Regions from separate parts of the Capsicum annuum genome. Here region 1 is linked to region 2. Evidence: chromatin contacts called from public Hi-C data. All regions are on one chromosome and are shown on one strand. Each heading gives the region's core, a stretch centred on a gene start, on an enhancer-like site or on the middle of the called end of the contact. The rest is flanking DNA. Distances are from core to core; before and after follow the strand shown.

What was found. Hi-C and Micro-C count contacts between places; a contact is called where the count stands out from the background.
Region 1: a Hi-C map of leaf shows a contact between it and region 2, with 3 times the contacts expected there. The contact joins the enhancer-like site here to the promoter of LOC107838884 in region 2. A contact is called at or near these places in 3 of 5 Hi-C or Micro-C datasets (leaf and placenta).

Annotation. Positions count from the first base shown.
Region 1 is chr8:105,373,620-105,376,319 of UCD10Xv1.1, forward strand. LOC107838881 (ATP-dependent zinc metalloprotease FTSH 4, mitochondrial) reads right to left here. Exons shown (of 7, transcript XM_047395787.1): 7 at 1,940-2,700. The coding sequence ends at 2,259. LOC107838883 (a long non-coding RNA gene) reads left to right here. Exons shown (of 3, transcript XR_001664849.2): 3 at 391-667. Among protein-coding and RNA genes, the nearest start is that of LOC107838883, 6.7 kb to the left of the region's middle. Within about 2 kb of position 1,357, at least 3 of the 5 cell types and tissues checked have an H3K27ac peak or open chromatin away from gene starts, as enhancers often do. A contact at or near this core is called in leaf, where this site is marked.
Region 2 is chr8:104,739,921-104,742,620 of UCD10Xv1.1, forward strand. It overlaps LOC107838884 (UDP-sulfoquinovose synthase, chloroplastic), which reads right to left and starts at 1,292. Exons shown (of 4, transcript XM_016682123.2): 1 at 1,066-1,292.

The sequences.
Region 1 (2,700 bases), core at 107-2,606, 630 kb after region 2:
GTTGCTGCTGAACATATTCCTTTGCTACTGTCTTCATTCTCTGTGCTGCCTGCACTGTTATCTAGGCTCTTACTCATATACTTTGCAGTCTTTGTGCCCTGATGTGTAGTTAAATTTAACCCCTCTTTTTGTTGCTTCTCTACATCTTCAGCAACCTTCTCTATCTCATCTTTCTCCTGCAAAATCATTAGGAGTACTCATTTCATTACTTTTTGTTGCTTGTTTCCCTGAGACTTGAGACTTATCCCCTGTGTCTCCATTAACCTTCTTATTTTTTATCTCTTTCCAAGTCTCAAAGTCTCCAACCACCTTCCCACTTGTTAATTGTTTTGGCGTAACCAACTTTCCTTGTTGCTGCTGTTAGTAATGTTTTTGTTGATTATGTTGCAGGTTTTGCATCTGATTTAGCTGATGGCTTTTTGGTGATGCAGGATCTTCACTCACTATTCCACCATGCTCCATTGTTAAAGGTCTTAGTTCAGGATGCAACACCCTACAATTTTCCATACTATGACCCTGAAGCTTACACTCAAAACAGTATTTCGGCAAATGATCATACTGTATTTTAACTTGAAAATTTCTGCTAACTCCTGATACTACATTATAGATTTCCATCTTAACCCATTTGGGAAGATTGGCTTTGAGATCAACCAAAACTTTAACTCTAGCACAGCTTGATGTCCAGGTGCAATGACTTGCCAACTGCAGAAGCTAACGAGAAAAGAGTTTCTTTGACAAAGAAAGTGGGATTAAGGTTAGGGAAAGATATCCGAGCTAAAGCCTGTGTAGTTTCCCTATCCACTCTAAAGTTTGAGTCAGAGATCAAAGGTCTCATGAGGAAAGTTTTTCCCTCTCTATCTTTGATGAAATATGAATTCTTAGCCATTACATTAACAAAATCCTCCATTAATGAGCACCTAATCAAAATGTGTCTATTTCTGATAACTCCAATTTGACAAGCTCCTTTTATACCAATTTGATTAGGCAACCGTTTCTTTATGTCATCAAATATCTGGCCAACCATGTGAAATCTTTCCGATTATTGCAAATTGCAGCTTTTCTATTACATTCATTCGAGAAACTTCTTCAGTCCATCGCACACTAGGAACTCCATCAATAACCTCAATAGGTTTAATTGGAATAGGTTCTACACTGGTATTATTGTGTATAACACCTTGGTTTAGTGTTTAGAGTTTAGAATGATCTCCATATTTTTGCAGAGTTTGAGAAGGTGATTTGGGAATGTTTTCTTCCAAGTTTTGAGAGGTCAAATTTGTGGCTGTAGTCTTGATTAGGGAGTGGTAGAAATTCAAGGTCTGAAATTTTGGTGACCACCTGAGCAGCCATTGCCGTCAGCGGCTGTGTTTAAGGCGTCATGGTAGGGTTAGGTCATAGTGAGCTAATCCTTCCCAAGCCCTAAAAAATAAATCAAAAAGGAAATTGATGCCTCTTTTCTCAATTAAGTTTTGACAGGTCTCTTTTCCTAAATCTTCTCTCAAAATTTTTGCCGTATGTATCAAAACAGGAAGAACAAAAAATGGTGGCTGACATGACAACGTAAAAGCTTTTGGGGCACGAAGTGATTAGCTTAATTTACACTGCAAACCGGAAATATTGCACTCGGAATTAATTATGCAAATGCAACATAAAAAAACTTATCAACCAAAGTGGAAAGTACACAAACTCTGAAAAACGTTGAGTTGTCAAAGCACTTTATTTGGGTGCAGATGTAAACTTTGATTCCTTTGAGATTTAGAACTACATAAAACTTAAACCAGAGAGTAGTTTTTCGAAGATTAAGAACAATTAAAATCAGTTCAGAAAACCACATTACAGGAAATAATAACATGATCCGTCAAATGACAATTATGTCATAAAAAATATTATTGCACTAAAAAACTGTCATCCTAATGTGACCTGAATTACTAAAAACAGCTTCTAAAAGCCAGAAGAAAAGCCAGTAATTGTATTATTGAAAAACAATGTAAGTTTCACACTCCTAAATTTTACAATATACTCAAATTGGCAATGAGTCTGCAGATAATTAAACTAAGATCTGTAAGGACAACTAAAAATGACACACTTGACAATATTGATATGTCATTTATCTGTTACTATTTCTGATGACCTCTAAACTCTACCTCCATACATTAATCACCTTCTTCATAGCAATTCAACAATGAAAGGGTGGAAAGCTTGCATGAGAATGATCCATTATATGCACATGGATTGATAAGAACTAGCAATAAGTTACCATGCTAAGGTCCTACAGGAGCAATGCCTTTCGTTTTGGCTGCGGCAGTGGCCGCAGCTGCAGCAGCTGCGGCAGCTGCTGCTGCTGCAGCACTCGGATTTGATGGAGGAGATGGATTGGACTGTGATAGGCTCTCCTCTGCGACTAATTGAGGTTGCTTTTGTTGTGTTTGTTGAGAACTAACCTGGGTAAGCAGGGCCTTAATCTGGTTTCCGGTCATTGTTTCCTGCTCAAGCAATGCATTGGCAAGAGCATGAAGCTCTTTGATGTGGGTGGTGAGAATCATCTTCGCATTGTTGTAGGCCCTTTCAAGTAATTCTCTTACTTCCTTCTCAATGAGAAGCCTCGTTTCAGTGCTCATACTCTTCCCGTTATCATCGTAGTTGTGGGTGACAAGCCCCACTTCTTTGCTCATACCGAACTTTGTAACCATAGCCCTGGCTAGA
Region 2 (2,700 bases), core at 42-2,541:
TAATTTTGTTTTATCAAAGTCATGATGACGCTTCCAACACTAATTGAGCATTTCACTTAAAACAGTTTTGTCAATCCTCAGCTAGGACCAACCAAAGCATCTTGATGTAATACAACTTCCTATTTCAAATAGAGTGGAAATATGAGTTGATTTTACAGCATTATAGCATAAGCAGTGTTCCAAAGAGATGGTTAAACGAAACAACAACTTTCTTTCATCACTTCAAATAAGGATAAGGTCAGTTAAACCATCATAGGGTTAACAATGCAATAGTGTCACTACGAGCAAAGCCCAAAAAATGGCAAGACTAAATAGTACTCCCTCCGTTTCGGAAGAAATGAGTTGTTGGGGTATTTATTGGTGTTCCAAAATAAGTGAATTGTTGAATTTTTTTCCAAAATTACCCTTACGATTTGACAAGCAAAAGAGACTGCAGCCAATAGCATTACCAAGGTCAGCTTTTTCCTTTTTTGGGTAAAAGAGACTTCAAGGGTAAAAATAGAAATTTATGTTGATGTTTTTTTCTTAATCTGTGTGCCAAAATCCAACAATTCATTTATTTCGAAACGGAGGGAGTATATTCTTTGCCAAGTGATGGATTTTGCATTATGGAATGCTCAAAAACCAAACACGTTTTCAATATTGAAATAAACTTCCCTCCCAGTTTTAGTCTAGTCCGGAAATCATCCGTGATGAGAGAACAACAACAAAGCATGTGCATCATATATATTGTATATTGACACTATTTAGTTAAACACCAAGTTCAGAACAAAATCTGTCCACCTACTAAGGAAAGAAAAAGGAAACGGAATAGTCTACACAAAATTGACATGCAGTTTACTTACGAAGGTAAGAGCCGAACTTTGGTAGACAACAGACTAGAAAAGGAAATACTTAGTTGACTACATAAAGCCGAACACATGAAAGCGTCACCAAGAAATTTAAAGCAGCTTTACATCTGGAACTAAAATGGTCACTATATATATAGTACAAGAATCAACTTTTGGAACTAAGAATTTCACCAAATATTACAACAAAAGCAAGTTCCGAAGCTAAAAGGGTCACCTCGAGAAGAGGGCGATGCTTGGCAGAGATAAAATCCTTAGTAGAGAAATGGAGAGGGAAAGGTATCCTCAGTTAATAAGTGTTGGGGCTAAGATTTTCATGTCTCTGGAAGCATCATAGTTTTGCCCAAAGGATATTCTTTACATCCCAAGATTGCTGCCGCCGAAATTACAGCTTTGTCCCCCGTACGCTCTTTCAATTTGTCACTTGAAAATTTGTGAGCTCCTGTAACACTTCGGGGCCAATATTTATACTCCCTCAATTAAAAATAAATAAATATCTACTTTTCTTTTTAATCTATTTAAAAAGAAATGATCATTTTTTTTATAGTACTTTAATTTTAACTTTTTACATGGCATGTTTAGAATCATAAGATTAAAGGATATTTTAGTACATATGACACAACTTTAATTTAAGGTCATAAAATTCAAAAGTCTTCTTTATTTTCTTAAAAATTTGTGCCAAGTCAAAGTAAGTCATTCTTTTTAAAATGACAGAAGTATTTTTTTGTTTTGATTTATGTAACAGATTTTTCTTTTAATTTGTCTAGAAAATAACGTCACTTTTTTATATTTAAAAGTTATTTAATTATAAAATTTTTATTTTATTTATGATTACACAAATATTTAATGTTTATGTTAGACCAAAAATTTTCAAAGTCCATACATATTCACGTATAATTTTTTCTGTTATAAAAGAGATAAAAGGGAAATTACTCAGATATGTTATCGAATTATTAGAAATGACTCATCTATGCCCTTCATTATAAATTTGGCTTATCTATGCCATCGTCTTTAAAAGTTTAACTCATTTATGTTAGTGACATTACAGGAATGTTCATTCGTGCCATTATTTTATAACAAAAATTTTGTAAGATTATTTTTATCACGTGGCCTCTTATTAGAGGTCCATGTCGTCAAATTCAAATAATCCAATATTATTTAAAATCAAGCTTAAACATCAGACTCATTAAAAAGTTTGATCCACACTGCTAAAATAAAGACTTGATTCATTAAAACTAAAATTGTGACTCCATAAAAATAAAATTCTCATTAATTGTGTCAAATTTTATTTTAATGGACACAATTTTAAATTTTAATTTTAAGTAATATTGTTTGATTTAGATTTGGTGATGTTGTCTTCACATAAGAGGTCATGAGGAAAAGTAATTTTGCATAACTAACGTTGTAAAATAATGACGTGAATAGACCTTTTTATAATGACAATGACATAAATGAGCAAAACTTTTAAAATCAATGACATAAATAAGCCAAACTTATAACAAATTACATAAATGAACTATTTCTAATAGTTCGAAGATATATTTGAGCCCTTGTCAATACTTAGAGCAAAATCTCCACCTCCTTAAGTATTAATTGACAACTATTAGATGGTAAAGATTGTTAAAGAAAAGAAGTATGAGAAGCAAAAAGGAATGGGTAAATAGCATAAATCCCACTAGTTTGCTCCTTAATTATTCTTTCTCTTATTTTTTTCAATAAATTTTCTCTCCCTCAAATTTCAATTATTTATATACATAACTAAATGTTGATATACATAAGTCTCTTATGTATCAGAACTAACTTCCTTAACGATATTTAAGAAAATAAATCAGGTCTAATAATTATTCAAGAT